2 separate regions of the Sus scrofa genome follow, and region 2 is linked to region 1. A link is a contact called in public Hi-C data. All regions are on one chromosome and are shown on one strand. The core of a region is the stretch at or near the end of the contact, and the rest is flanking DNA. Distances in the headings are between cores, read along the strand shown.

Region 1 (7,940 bases), core at 3,276-5,775:
TCCATCCAAGCCCAGATGTGTCTAAGTCACATTTCATTCCTGACCTCCCAGTTCCATTTTAGAGAGCTCTCTTATCGATACTGACTCTATTTTGATTTTCTTTTCACAAGTTCCGGGGCAGAGTCCACCATCTCTACCTGCTCAAGCAAGTCCCACTGCTCTGCTGCCTCAGTTTCTCAATGTCCCATTGTTACCCAGAAACTGGCTTTGCCTCTTGGTGGATATTGAGCCAAAAACCACAACAAAGTCAAAGATCGGGAGCGGAAGGATTTATTATTACAGCAAGTGAGGAGAGCACTGAGGGTCTTTCCCAAATTAGTGTCTCCCGGAATGGCAAAATCGGCAAAATTGAGGACATTTTAAGCTAAGGGTACTTGCGTATTCATGAAAGGGCTTGGGCAGTAGGCAGAGTCCAAGCTTTAGTAGATCAAAAGCTTGAGGGGCATCATTCCTTAGATTCCAGTGGATCTGGTGGTTGAGCGTCTGAGGGGGGACTTCAGTTTTGCAAAACAGCTCAAGACAGGGCTTTAGGCTAGTCTTTACCATTGAAATAGAACTGAGACTCTTCACGACTGATCTGCTATCTTTGCTATTGTTACTTCTCTTGCCTAATAAGTTGTCCTTTTATTCTCTTAAGACCTTTGTTACTAAGACCTGTTCAGGGACCAGCATTGTGGCCAGGCTTAGATCACAAAATGATTTAGGACAAAAATGGCTTCTCATGTGAAGAAAGCCATACCTGGGAGTTCCTGTTGTGACTCAGTGGTAATGAACCCAACTAGTATCCACGAGGATGCGGGTTCAATCCCTGGCCCCTATCAGTGGGTTAAGGATCCGGCTTTGCCGAAGGCTGTGGTGTAGGCTGCAGATGCAGCTTGGATCTCACGTTGTGGCTGTGGCGTAGGCTGGCAGCTACAGCTCACATTCAACCCCTAGCCTGGGAACCTCCATATGCTGCAGGTGCAGCCCTAAAAAGACAAAAAAAAAAAAAAAAAAAAAAAGAAAGACATGCCTGGTTTTCTTTCTCTGGGGATCCCTTACCTTATCTGCTTACAGTGTGGGCATTCTACACCTACAGTCTGGGTTGTTTTTGACATTGCTGGGGTTGCAAGGACATTTCAGTCAACATACGGGTGACAGGGGTCTTTCCCTTGCTGGCTCTGGGATGGAGACACTCAGGAGGGCCTGGTTTAGCAGCTTATGGACAAGCCTGCTCTATTCTGCGGACAAGTCCAAATGCTACAAAATGTGATTCCTAGGAGTTCCCGTCATGGCTCAGTGGTTAACAAACCTTGAAGTTGTGGGTTTGATCCCTGGCCTTGCTCAGTGGGTTAAGGATCCGGCGTTGCTGTGAACTGTGATGTAGGTCGCAGACATGACTGGGATCCTGTGTTGCCGTGGCTGTGGCATAGGCTGGCAGCTACAGCTCCGATTAGACCCCTAGCCTGGGAAACTCCATATGTTGAGGGAGTGGCCCCAGACATGGCAAAAAAGACCAAAAAAAAAAAAAAAAAAAAATGATTCCTAGCTGTATTTGTTTATTTATTTATATTTATTTATTTATTTATAGCAGCTGATTTATTTATTGATTTATTTTTATCACAGTAAAACATACATAACAAAACTTAACCATTTAACCATTTTATTTTTAGTTTTTTATGGCCACACCCGTGGCATATGGAAGTTCCTGGGCCAGGGATTGAATCTGAGCTGCAACTGTGGCAACGCCAGACCTTTAACCTGCTGTGCACAGGGGGATCACCCATTTAACTTTTTTTTTTTTTTTTGTCTTTTTAGGGCTGCACCTGTGGCATAAGGAGGTTCCCAGGCTAGAGGTCGAATTGGAGCTACAGCTGCCAGCCTACACCACAGCCACAGCAACCCCAGATCCTAGCCGCATCTGAGACCTACACCACAGGTCAAGGTAACGCTGGATCCACTGAGCAAGGCCAGGGATTGAACCTGCATCCTCATGGATACTGGTCAGACTTGCTTCTGATGAGCCACACGGGAACTCCCTCATTTAACTTTTTAAAATGTGCAGTTCAGTGGCATTGAGCACATTCACAATATTGTGGAACCATCACCACTGTCCATCTCCAGAACTGTTTCATCTTCCCAAACTAAAATTTGGTACCCACTAAATAATGACTTCCCCATCCCCCAGCCCCCAGCTCCAGATAACCACTAATTTGCCTTCTGTCCCTATGGATTTAACTACTCTAGGTCACTCATATAAGTGGAACCATATAGTATTTGTCTTTTTGTGTCTGTCTTATTTCACTTAGCATAATATCTCTAAGGTTCATCTATGTTGTAGCAAGTGTCAGAATTTTTTCTTTTTTAAGGCTCAGTAATACTCCTTTGTATACAGATACCACATTTATGTATCTGTTTATTTGTTGATAGACACTTGAGTTGCTTCCACCTTTGGGCAACTATGAAAAATGCTGTTATGAACCCGGATGTACAAATATCTCTTTGAATGCCTTATTTCAATGCTTTTGTATATTTACCCAGAAGTGGAATTGCTGAATCATGTGGTAATTCTATATTTAATTTTTTTGAGGAACTGCCATGCTGTTTTCTATAGTTGCTGCACTATTTTCCATTCCAACCAGGGGTGCTCAAGGGTTTCGGTTTCCTAATGTGCCCGCCAACATTTGCTTTTTTGCTTTTGTTTTTGTTTTTTGGTAGTTGTAATGGATGTGAAAGATACCTCATTGTGAGCAGTTTTCATATTCAGCTAATTAGGTCAAGACTGAAGCTTTATTTCATAAGTCATAAAAACTCATATTCAAATCAGTTGTCACAGAGGCCAGTAAAAGGAAGGTTCCAGGTAATAGGTGTGCCATTTATCCATCAGGAAAAAAAAAAAATTAAGGTCATTGTTTGTGTCCTGACAGTAATGCACAGGAAGCATGTTGATGTCCAGTGCAGGCGCCAGGCGACATTTCTGATTGACACTGGCCACTCTCTGCCCTGATTTCCCGCTGCTGCTGCGGAACGCAGTCTGCTCATTTCCTAGCTTAGGGCTGCAACCTTTCCCTGGCACTCGCCCTTCACTCACCGTCACATGGTGATCTTCTCTTTCCTGAGAGCCCATCTGTTTAGGGGCCCCTCTCCTCAGTCAGAGATGTGGCTTCAGGTGTGTGTCGGGTGACAGTCCTGGGCCTCTCTTGGAAGTGGGGCATGCCTCCCCTGCCCCAATTTTCTTTCCTCTCCATCCCTGATGACAGGAAGGTCTATGTATTTTTCACTTCTTATCATTGGTGGTCCGGGTCTGGGAAACCAGTAGAGATGGCCCGTGTGGCCAGTTAGGCTGTGAGGCAGAGGAGCAAAGATGTGATGGTGGAGAAACTGCGCTGCTTTCAGGGGAGGCTGATCTGATGGGTTGTTCAGGCAGGCAGGGTGGGGGCGGGGGTGGCAGGGCTGGGCCAGAAGAGGTCAAAGGGCAGGGACAGAAGGGATCGAAGGTGACCTTGGGGGAAAGTGTCTCTTATCCTTCCTGTGCAGGGACGGGGCCTGGCCCTCCAGGGATGGTGAGGGGGTAACCGGGGCAGGGGTGTGGGGCAGCCTCGAGGGATCCTAGGTGTTCCAGGCAGATCGGCTTGCTGGCGGAGTGTCTGTCAGATGGTGGTGGTGGAGAAGACCTGGGCACATTTGGCTGGTTGTCTTCATTCTCCTTTCCCCTCTTCTCAGGTTCCTGGGGGAAGCCAACGTCCCACTCCGGGAGGTTCTCGCCACCCCCAGCCTGTCCGCCAGCTTCAATGCCCCACTGCTGGACACTAAGAAGCAGCCCACAGGGGTAAGTGTTCGCTGGCCTCTGCATCCGGCCCGTGTCTGTCTGAGGCCTTGCCTTCTCGACCCAGTGGTGTGTCAGAGTCCAGCTCCCAGCAACCAGGCCTGGTCCTCCCTGGCCCTGGAGCTTGGGGTGCCCGGGAGGGGATGGGAGTGGAAGGGGTGGGAGGGGGAGGGGGGAGCCCCACTTTCAGGGCACAATCAGCCTTACTTCCAATCAGCATGTCCCAGTGTCACCTCCCCCACTGGAAACCCCATGTCGTGCCAAGCATCCCATCTCCCTGGAAGCCCTTCCTCACCCTGCAGCCCCCTTCCCGGGATCCAGAATGGCTGAGTCATCTGGGTCACAGACCAGAGGGAAGAGAGGCAGGCGTCCCCTCTTCTCCTCCTCCATTGTCCCTCCTGCTCTTCCCAGGGCTCTCCCAGTCCTCCCGGACAATTCCCAGATCCCTGGCCTCCCGTTATTTTTAGTGAGCTAAATATACCCCGCGCAGTTATTTCTTCATGGTCAGTAGAGTTCCTGACCTTCCTCTGAGTCAGCGCCACCTCCCAGAATGCACTTGGGGGGAAGCATCACTTTGGAAGTACTTCCTCCCAGCGGGGCCCTGGGGCGCCTCTCAGAGGGTGGCTAACTTGCCCCATGGCTCGAGCGCACGTGTGTGTGTGTGTGTGTGTGTGTGTGTGTGTGCACGCACACGCGCGTGTGTGTGAGGTCGGGGGCACTTGGCTGGCTTGGTGAGTCAGGAAGTGTCTGTCTGGGCAGAGCTCTGGAGGGAACCACTACAGGGTACTGGGAGCTGGAGCAAGAGTGACTGAGCAAGTCACTCAGTGAATGGGGGTCTCGACGGGACCATGAGACAGGGGGCACATCTCCTGAGCAGTCAGGGCTGGAAGGGACTTGAATGGACCCCTGGATCCCTGCCCGTCCAGTGCGGGAATTTTCCCCTAAGGTGTCTTAGGCTGGGCAGTGATGGCAGGACAGCTCCCATCTGAGAAATGCCCTTCCTTCCTCAGGCAGTGACTGCTGGTAGACTATTCTGCAGGGTTCTCTGAGGTGGTCTCTATCACCTTCCGAATCTTTTTTGTCCTCCCTTTGAACTCTCCAGAGGGTTTTTGTTTTTGTTTTTTTTGACATTTGCATAGATGCAAATAATTTTATTCACGTGTGAGAACAGTTTTTGACTAGAGAAAGTTTTAAGGCCACTTAATACAAGCAGTTTCTTGAACTCAGATTTGAGTTTTTAAAAATCTGTATTCAAGCTCTGGGTATTTTACTTACGGAATTGTGTATAGTCCACTTCTTTCTGCACAAAAGTCAAATACTCTTTGTAGTTCCTTAATTCTCCATTATTTTGCTGTTTCAACATGGTTTTGTACACGCAGCCATGTCATTACGAGTCTCAGGTTACATTTCTTTCACTCTCAGCCTTTTTTGAGCTTCATTTTTCTCTCATTATGTAGTCGAGTATAGCTTCAGGCCCTAGGATTATCCTTGCCAAGGTCCACAACAACTACCTCCCTAGAAAATGTCACTCTTTTTAAGGGTCTTTTCTGGTTATCAGCAACTGAAGGTTGGGAAGGGCTCTGGGCTACGCCTTCCAGGGATCCGGAGGACCCCAGAGCTAGCTCTGGGGACGCGGGTGCTAACAGAGGAGGGGTAGGCATTGAAGCAGCTGGGGAAAGAGGACTTTTGAGTTAGGGGATCTGCTCGGTGCTTCTCCACTGCATCTCAGGAATGGGACCATCTGCTTTGCTGTGTGTCAGGCCCCCAATGCCTCCAACCAGCCTTTCTAACCTCAGCCGCTCCAGCGTCTCTTCCCTCTTGCTCTCTGCGCATCCACGATGCTCCTGTTTCCTGCCAGTCTTCCTGCCCCTGCTCCCCTCTGAGCTCAAAGGCCCACCCAGCCCATGAGACACCTGTCCATGGGGCTCAGCCTCCCTGTGACTCCCTGGATGCCCCTCCATGCCTCCTTCACTCGTTCTGTGTTCCCACGCTCTGTCTGTGCTTCCCGTGCACCAGCTGGGAGCTTGCTGCCTCCTCCTCCCTGGGCTGGGACCCCTGGCTGTCTGCAGAACTCTGCACTCTGTCACAGACCAAGTCTTCAAGAACAGGGTGTGAGGAGTTCCCTGGTGGCACAGTAGGTTAAGGCCCTGGTGTTGTCACTGCTGTGGCTTGGGTCACTGCTGTGGCAAGGGTTCAGGGTCACTGCTGTGGCAAGGGTTCAGTTCCTGGCCCAGGAACTTCTGCATGCTATGGGCATGGTCGAAAAAAGAGAAAGGGATGTGAGAGCCAGTAGAAGATGGATGGGAGAGGAGGGCTGGGCCCAGCCTGGTGTAGCCCTGGTGTAGCCCTGGCTGAGTCCTGGGAGGTGAGATAAATTAGGTTCCTGGACCCAACTCCAACATGGAAACTTCACAGTAACCAACAGTGCCTAGGACACCAGTTACCAGCTGAATCAGGTGGCCTGCAATTCAGCTCAATTTGGACACTGTCTACCCAGCCATAGCATCGGATTCCACAGGTTAAGGGCTCAGTTCTACAAAACTGCCCCCAACCCCCTTCAGACACCAGACAAAAGGCCAGGCTCTTACCTGTCCTTCTGACCAACTGGCTCTAAATCAGAGGTTCCCAGATCCCTCCTCAGGTTCAATGAACTTGCTAGAGCAACTCACAGACCTCAGAGAAACATTTTACTTATTAGACAACCCATTTATTATAAGAGGATGTAACTCAGGAATAGCCAGACAGAAGAGACCCACAGAGTTCCTGCTGTGGCTCAGCGGGTTACAAACCCTACATAGTATACATGAGGATGGGGGTTTCAATCCCTAGCCTTGCTCAGTGGGTTAAGGATCTGGTGTTGCCACAAGCTGTGACGTAGGTCACAGATGTGGCTCTGGTCTGGTGTTGCTCTGGCTGTGGGGTAGGCTCACGGCTGCAGCTCTAATTCAACCCCTAGCCCAGGAACTTCCATATGCCGCAGGTGCAGCCCTAAAAAGGAAAAAAAAAAAGAAAAAAAGAAGAGATGCACAGGGCAAAGTATGGAGAAGGGGCACAGAGCTTCCATGCCCTCTCCAGGAGTGTCCCTGCTCCCAGGCTCCATAGGCTTATCAACCCAGAAGCTCTCGGAAACAGTTCTTTTTGGAGCAGTTCTTTTCAGTTGTTTATGGAGGGTTCATGACAAAGGAAAGATTGATTGAATCATTGGCCACTGGTGATTGATTCAACCTCCAGCCCCTCCCCCAGTCCTAGGAGGTTGGGGGTGGGACTAAAGTTATAACCCTCTAGTTACATGGTGGGTCCTCCCGGCAACCAGCGCCACCCTTCCCGTGGGGTCCAAAAGTCACTTCGTTAACGTAATAAGAGACAACCTTTGTCACTTTCTGCACTTAGGAAATTCCAAGGGTTTGGGGAGCTGTGAGCGAGGAACTGTGTGCATACACCGAATATGTATGAAAAATATATTTTGGTCACCTGAATGACCAAATATATATTTCTTATACATCACAGTTTCACTTGGGACCTCCTTTCCTGCAGCCCAGGAGGCAGCTCCCGGGCTATTGAGAGGGTCCAGGACCCTCTTCTAGCCTCTGTGATAGCACTAAGTCACACTGCAGCCCCAGGCAGGTCCCAGGACCCTCCAAGCTGGGGTCTGGGGCTGGTTGTACTGCAGTGGGAGTCCAGGGACTTGGGTCTCTGCTCAGAAGGGACAGAGAGCCCTGTCAGCAGCTGTGGATTCTCGCTGGCCATGCCCTAAAGCTGATTTCTGGGCTGAGTCCAATGGGCCATGTTGTGGTCTGTGGAAAGAATTTTCCAGCATAGCGAGGTGAAGAGAGAGAAGAGTTTATTGAGATAAGAGACACTGCTTAGCGCAGCCCGACAACTTCCTGAAAATCAGGGAGAGAGAAAGATGAGTTTATTGAGACGCTGCAAGCGCAGCGGGACAACTTCCTGATGAGCAGGGAGAGCCGACCGCAGGCGGGTGGTCATGTATGTTTTTATAGCTAGAGTCCTTCAGTATTAAGCATCACTAGTCCTGAAGCAGCGGACCTTGGAGGCTGCCTCCTGATGGCGAGATCTATTTTAGACCCTGAGTTCTACGTTCCTCTGAAGCTGCCAGGGATGTTCCTGCTGCCCC
Region 2 (7,940 bases), core at 2,843-5,342, 250 kb before region 1:
CAAACCAATCCAATCAGATGCTCTCTCCTAGGAAACACAAAGCTTGAGTGAACAAAGTAATAGAGGGCGGGTCTCCAGAGCTCAAATCCTATCCTAAACACTACTAAGTTAGTGCTCTTTAAGGTTTTTTTATTAAAAAGTTTTATTAAAGTATAGTCGATTTACAAAGTTGTGATAATTTCTGCTGTACAACAAAGTGATTCAGTTATACATATACACACATCCATTCTCTTTCAGATTCTTTTCCCACACAGATTATCATAGACTAGTGGGTAGAGTTCTCTGTGCTATACAGCAGATTCTGTTTTAAAAAGCACTAGGGCTAAGGGACAGTACGGTGGCTGAGATGATATCCCGTTCATGTTTACATTAAATCCTTGTCATCAAAGGTAATATGTGTGTGCCTCTCCCTTGCAATCCACAGGGGCTAGAACATCATATTACTACTTCTGACATCAGGAAACAGGTTTAAAAAGTTCAACAGTGTGACCAAAGTCACTCAGTTGGGAGGTGGCAAAGGCAGAAATCAAAGACCACATTAGCCTGTTTCTTCTACAATATCCTGCCAGTTTTATGGGTAAACAGCCTCAAAATAAACTAGTGACAAGTAAAGAGTTGCTCAAAAGAGAGGGTTTATGCAAAGAGCAAAACTGAAATGTTCTGGAAATCAACATGCTAAGGAATATGAAGTGGGAAGGACCACACAAGGTTGGTCAAGTCACGTTGGTCAAGTTACCCTCTAATTACAAACTAGATCTCTCCCCTGAGCTCCAGGCTTTTAGCTGGCTTATTCAAATTTAACATGCATAAGGACAGCAGCTTAATTTCCAGTTTGGTCACCACAGCCTAAAACGGCCTGGCTTATAGTAAGTGCTTAATGAATATCTGTTGGATAAAACAGCACATTCCACTGTTGATTGCAGGGACGGGTTACCATGAAACAGACTCCAGGGCTCATTCACAAATACAGTTGATCCTCATTATTTGTGGATCCTGTATTTGGAAATTTGCCTGCTTGCCAAAATTTATTTGTAACCACCAAATGAATACTGACGGTGCTTCCATAGTCATTCACGGACATGCACAGAGTGGGAAAAATTCTGAGTCACCCCTTAGCGCATGGTTCCCATCCAAGAAGTTTGAACTAGGCACTGCTCTGCTCATTTAAGCACTCATAGAGATAATTCAGGGCACAGCCAGGAGAGGGCAGTGCAGTGTAGTGCAAGAAGCTCTGGCTCAAGGGCCAGTAAGACAGGATTTGAATTCTAACTGGAACCTGTTACGGGGTTGGTTGGCCTCAGGCACGTCGCTTAACACTTCTGAATCTCATTTTCTTTTTTGTTAAATAAAGAAAATAGAATTTACCAGGATGAGTTGAATTTAAAATTTAAGATTAAAATGTATATGAGAAACATACCTATTTTCCCTAGGAGCAACTGTTCAGTATTTGCTAATTTAGTGTTCTGTGTGATTTTATGGACCATAATCACTGTGAATAATGAAAATCACTGTAATTATTCATAGCGAGATAACAGAAGAATATAGAAAACAATTATTTGGGTGGAGCGTAGGCAGTGGCAGACTTCAAGAAGATTTTGAAATTGGGACCTCACCAGGCACATAAGGTACGGAAAAGGCTTTCAAGAAGAGAGAAGAGCACCTATAGGGAGAGGACCAGGTTGTGAAACGAACAGTTAGTTAGGAAATGGCATTCTAGAAGGCCTAGAGCAGCAGGAGATGAAGCCAGAATACTGGGCCACAGAGCTTCTCCGGGCTCTGTACACAACTTATACTGCAGAACCTCTCCTGCATCTAATTCTTGGTTTACAGGTGTCTCTCCCATGATACTATGAGCTCTTTAAAAGTAAAGTATCTATGAAGAAATCAATAGCTACAGTGCTCTAAATTTGCAAACAAGAACTTTCTAAACAAAACCACAAACAAAAAGGCTGTACAAAAATAACTTTGTTTTCAACTGCAGCCTTATAATATCCCACAATAGTGACCAACTCATAGGTTTGAAATTTGTCTAGGACTCTTATTTGATGACTGCTAATAGTTCTGTCATAAATTCTTTTTATTGTTCTATACACCTGGGCATTTGTTAGAACAGTTTTAAGACCTTCCTCTTTTCAGTGTGATTTCCTGTATTAACAAGGATCAAACATATGGTCCATTAGACAATGCTGCCTCCTCAAAGATTCCTTTTAATTCACTCTATTAGACTTATTTCTCTATATACAAGATACAATCTTACCATAGTAAAATACAAGGAAGCATATTGATATATATGTCACAAATAGTGTAAGGAAAAAATAAGAATTTTTCACAAAAGCTTGCAAAATTCTGGCCAAAACACAGTGGAGATGATGTTAAACTCACTGCTTACATCGCCCCACTAAAAACTAGAAAAACCAATTTCAATTCACATAAAGTCATGGAACTAAGCACTGTTAGAATCTACAAGGTTTTGTACACGTGTGTGTTCTTTCTCCCTCACCCCATCCCCACGCACACAGGCTAAAGGACCCATCAGGCTTAACCCAATACTTCAATTTCCTCCATCCCTACCAACAAAATCCTCACTGTCAAACAAATACACTAATATTTTCAAAACTCTAAAGTCTCAATCAAAACTGAGTACAATAAGTTACCTTTTCCTCATAAAATTCTTGGCATATTTTATTTAGGCACAACATAATTGGTACTTCTATCTAGAAACATATGGATAGAACCAACACTATTGAAATCCAAACTGATAACTATGAAGGTGAACACAAATTGTGAAAGGGGAATAAACAATGCTGTTTTTAAACAGAGTCAATGCTATATTATCCACAGGCTGAGTGAGATCAAATCACATTGTGCAATACAGCTAATGTGTATCCTATATGTTATGACAAAGTAGGATGGTCAAGTCCTTACTTACCCTGCAAACTCTAGAAGCGCCGTTAAGCTGTTTCAAGTATAATCCAATTCTATCTACTTAAAAATAACATTTAAAATTTCTTGCTGCCAATAACCCTTCTCGTCTGCATGTTCAAAAATTATTACCAAAACAACTGTAATGGGACAAAGATTCCGGCAAGGATATAATGATCAGATGCCTTTTTAAGAAAGGCAAGAATGGTTTACCATTAACAAAACCGATTAAAAGTTCCCAACCTTGCAAAGTTCCCTGTACAGTGTATTCTTCCTCTCTCGCGTTCACCTTCCAGCTGCCTGTAAGGGGCGAGTGGAAAATGTTAGTTTCCATGAAAGGTGAGAATGAAATTTAGGGGGGTGGGAAGGAGTAAAGGACTTACTGGCTGAAAGGAAGAGAAGTGGCCAAGGTTCCTAACTCAAATTAGGTGTCAAGAAAGAGGACTAGAGTAGCAGAGGAAGCAGAAGGAGTTTAAGAAAAGCAAATAATGCGGGGGGGGGGGTCCGGGGGCGCCTTGAATGGGGGAGGGGCGAACGTGCGCGACTCCTCCCCCTTCCTATCTCTGGGAAGAGGACGCGAGGAGGCAGTACTAGCCAATTTGCTTAGCAGTGTAGCACCGGGGCAGTTAAGAGGACTCGCAAGACAGAGATTTTAGTCCGTTAGAAGGGGATTAAGAGGGTTCAGGGAAGTTGAGGGTGGAAGACTAGTGCGCCTGTTGGGGGAGAAAGGGACTAAAGACCGCCCAGCACCCCCGAGGAACAGGGGCTGATCCCAGCGACCGCCCCTTCTCGCCGATGACTGCGACATGGGACCTGTCTGCTAACCCTCCCCTCAGGAGCTCAGGAAGCCGCGCGCAGCCCCTCACAATCCCGACGGCGGCGGAAAAGGAGGCGCAGGGCACCCCCAGAGTCGACAGAACGGCGCTTCCCTCAGGTTTCCTCCCCGGCAGCCCGGGCGACCGAGCCCACCTGGGCAGACCAGAAGCCTCTCCTCCAGACCGTACTCCGATACTCCTCCGAGAACTTCAGCCGTTGCCGCAGAGGTCGCGGTCGCCAGAACAGTCCGGCCTCTAGTACCAAAGCGTGAGCCACAGGACCCGAGGAGCGCTGCTGCCACTCGCCAGGTTACCTCTTACACCACACTAGCTCCTCACCCCGCCCCCGAACCGAAGCCATTGGTTGCTGGGCACCGCCCCATTCGTCTATTGGACGTAGGAGGATGCCGCTCAGTCGCCTAGAACGGCACGTGTGCTTCTTATTGGTCTAAACGTGAAGCAATTCCCGCCCCCTCCCTCAGAAGTTCCAGCTTCCGATTGGTATTAATGTCTGTCTTTTCGCTCCCTTGGTTCTTTCCCTAGGGATGGAGCGTCGCCTTGCGAGAGACATGAGCTCTGATTGGCTGAAAAGACGCTACGCTAGTCCAGGATCGGCCCTGGGCCAGGGATCCCTCTGGCCCCCACGTGGGGGAGGAGCCCAAGGCGCAGCACCTCTGGGTTTGTTTACACAAGCTCTTGCTCCGGTTTCCTTCCATTGGCTGAGCCAGCAGCTCCTCCCACCGGTTGCGCCACTCAGTCTAGCGAAGAGGGGCCTGTGGGCGGACCTCAGTGGGATTTCCCCAGCTGTCAATTACCAAGGGAGGTGCCTTGAGCAAAACTGACTTAAAACTGAAGCAGCCTCTGTTGTGGAAATTTGGGGAGTAGGGCTCCTTGGAAAGGCTGGAGGGAAGCAGAAGGACTCCCACATTTCTAGAGACAAATCCTGCTTCTTGAGTGTTTTAAAAAATAAAACCTTACTTTCCCTTTGGACTTAAGTTGTCCAATCGTTGCTTCTAAGGACTTTGAATTTTATTCTTCTGGAAATGGGAATTTCTCCTTTTTCTTTTTTTGTAACTTGAGCCACAGCAGTGACAATGAGTTCTCCCTCCTCGAAGCGTATCTCTTTTATTTTTACTGTGGTAAGATACACATAACATAAATTTTTACTGTTTTAGATATTTTAACTACACGTTTCAGGGGCATTAAGTATATTCACATTATTGTGCAACCGTCCCCACTCTCTACCTCCAGAATGATTTCATCATCCCAAACTGAAATTCTGCACCCATTAAACAATAACGTCCCATCTCCTCTTCCCTCATCCCCTGGAAATCACCATTCTATGTTTTGAGTCTATGAGTTTGACTCTTGTAGATACTTTATATAAGTGGAGTTATGCAATATTTGTCCTTTTGTGTATGACATTTCACTAAATATAATATCTTCAAGGTTCACCCATGTTAGAGCACTATAGCATGTATCAGAATTTCATTGCTTTTTAAAGCTGAATATTTAATTGTGTACCACCTTTTATTTATCCATTAACCTGCCAATAGAGTTTGAGTATTGTGAGTAATGCTATTATGGTTGTATATGTTTATATCCTTTCATTCCTTCAGTTCTTTTAGGTATATACTCAGAAGAAGAATTGTTGGGTCATATGGTAATTCTATGTTTAATTTTTGGAGGAACCACTGTTTTCTACAGAGGCTACAACATTTTACATTCTCACTGTTAGTGAACAAGTTTCCCAATTTCTCCACATCCTGCCAACCCTTGCTATTTCCTGATTTTTTTTTTTTGAATAGTAGCTATTCTAATGAATGTGAAGTGGTATCTCATTATAGTTTGGGTTTACATTTTTCCAATTACTAGTGATGTTGAGCACATTTTCATGTGCTTTTTGGACATTTGTATATCTTCTCTGGAGAAATATCTATACAAATCCTTTGCACATTTTAAAATCAGGTTGGTTTTGTTGTTGTTTGCTTTTGAATTGCATGAGTTCTGTGTATATCTGAATAGTAATCCTTTATCAGATATATGATTTGCAAATACCTTCTTCCCTTCTGTGGGTTGCCTTTCTCTGTTGATAGTGTCCTTTGATGATCAAAGAGTAATTCTGATCGTGCAAAGATACTATGTGAACCTGAAGATCTGTTTTCCAAAGCTATATCATGTAAGCCCCTCTCGCACGGTGCACCTGAAGGATACCTTAGGAAAAGAAACCATGGAGGGTAAAGGGGAGGCTATCATGCAGACAGGCTTTTTTTTTTCTCTGAAAAAACTAAGCATTTCTTGCATGTTCGCTTTAGATTACTTAATCAGACAAAACTTCAAACCAGAGAGGATATTTATTTTGTTCTCTCTCTTCACAATCCAGAGACATTCCTGGGAGAAAACTAGATCAGCTAAAGTAATTACTGTACACACCAGCTGGATCTTGTACCAGCTGAAGCCACCCAAGAGGCCATCCTGGATATCTTTTGGGGTCCCAAGAATACATGGCTCAGGGAGTTCCCATCATGGCTCAGCAGAAATGAATCCAACTAGTATCTGTGAGGATGCAGGTTCGATACCAGGTCTCACTCAATGGCTTAAGGACCGGCGTTGCCATGAGCTGTGGTGAAGGTCACACATGTGGCTTGGATCCTGTGTTGCTGTGACTGTGGTGTAGGCTGGCAGATGTAGCTCTGATTGGACACCTCCCCCCCGAAGCCTGGGAACTTCCAAATGCTGACATTGTGGCCCTAAAAAAAAAAAAAAAGAAAAGAAAAGACTACTTGGCTCAGCATCGGGCTCAAGGGTAAGGGCTCTTTGCTTCTCCTCTCAAGATAATTGTACTATCCATTCATGGTAGAAACAAGAAGGGCGAGAAGATGCTACCCTGCTGGCTTCGAAGATGGAGGAAGGGGCCATGAGCCATGAGGAATGCTAGTGGCCTCTAGAAGATAGAAAAAGCCAGGAAATTAAGAGGGAATTATAAGTGCCAGAAAAAGACAAAAGAAAAGGCACGTAATCATACTACTCTTGGTGGCTTAGCTACAAACAATAATAGCAAACATATATATGGCCCTTACTGTGTGTGAGGCACTGTTCTACATGTTTTACATTTGTTTACTCATTTCATCCTCAATAACTCATTTTGCAGATAAGAATTCTTTGGTGAAGAGGTTAAAGCCTTGTCGAAGGTCACACAGTGTATTCATTCCCTCTTCTTGCTATAACAAATTGCCACCAACTTGTTTAAAAGAACAGCGGTTTATTATCTTACAGTTCTGGAGGCTGGAAGTCCAAAATTATTTCCATGAGCTAAAATCAAGACATTGGCAGTCCTAGAGTTCCCACTGTGGCTCAGTGGTTATCGAATCCAACTAGGAACCATGAGGTTGCGGGTTCGATCCCTGGCCTTGCTCAGTGGGTTAAGGATCTGGCGGTGCTGTGAGCTGTGGTGTAGGTCGAAGATGCGGCTCGGATCTGGCATTGCTGTGACTCTGGTGTAGGCCCGCAGCTACAGCTCCGATTAGACCCCTAGCCTGGGAACCTCCATATGCTGCAGGTGCTGCCCTAGAAAAGGCAAAAAGACAAAAGACAAAAAAAAAAAAAAAAAAAAAAAAGACATTGGCAGTCCTGTGTTCTACCTGGAGGCTCTAAGGGAGACTCCAATTTCCTGGCTTTTTCTATCTTCTAGAGGCCACTAGCATTCCTCATGGCTCATGGCCCCTTCCTCCATCTTCGAAGCCAGCAGGGTAGCATCTTCTCTCCCTCTGACCTCTGCTTCCATCCTTACATCTTCTCTCTCTGACTCTAATTCTTCAACCTTCTTTTTAACAGGATCCTGGTGATTACACTGGGCCCACCTGGTAATTCAAAAGAATTTTTCCATCTCTAAATCCTTAAGCACATCCACAAAGTCCCTTTTACCATGTAAAGTAAAATACTCACAGATTCTGGAAACCAGGGCGTAGGCATCTTTGAGGAAACATTATTTCGCCTATTACACACAACTAGGGGTGGAGGCAGGAATCAAATCCAGATAATCTCTCTCCAGAGGTCTTACTCTCACTCTGTTCTGTTGTCTCTATGAAAATATTTACACAGTTAGAATCATGTTGACACTGAATATGGCTTAACACTGGGAGGATAGGGAGAGGGAAAGTATGCAGTGGCATAGAAGAGTCACTTGCTTTTATTTCATAGCAG

What was found. A called contact is a pair of places that touch in the nucleus more often than the background predicts.
Region 2: a contact with region 1 is called in a Hi-C map of retroperitoneal adipose tissue, with 1.6 times the contacts expected there. The contact joins the promoter of PAIP2B here to the enhancer-like site in region 1. A contact is called at or near these places in 14 of 47 Hi-C or Micro-C datasets (adipocytes, brain, embryonic fibroblasts and 9 more) and 1 of 2 datasets of contacts at active chromatin or transcription factors (skeletal muscle).

Annotation. Positions count from the first base shown.
Region 1 is chr3:71,196,341-71,204,280 of Sscrofa11.1, reverse strand. It overlaps DYSF (dysferlin), which reads left to right. Exons shown (of 57, transcript XM_013996042.2): 4 at 3,703-3,808. Among named protein-coding and RNA genes, the nearest start is that of DYSF, 37 kb to the left of the region's middle. Within about 2 kb of position 4,525, at least 13 of the 83 cell types and tissues checked have an H3K27ac peak or open chromatin away from gene starts, as enhancers often do. A contact at or near this core is called in retroperitoneal adipose tissue, where this site is marked.
Region 2 is chr3:71,448,905-71,456,844 of Sscrofa11.1, reverse strand. PAIP2B (polyadenylate-binding protein-interacting protein 2B) reads right to left here and starts at 4,092. Exons shown (of 4, transcript XM_013996061.2): 1 at 3,892-4,092.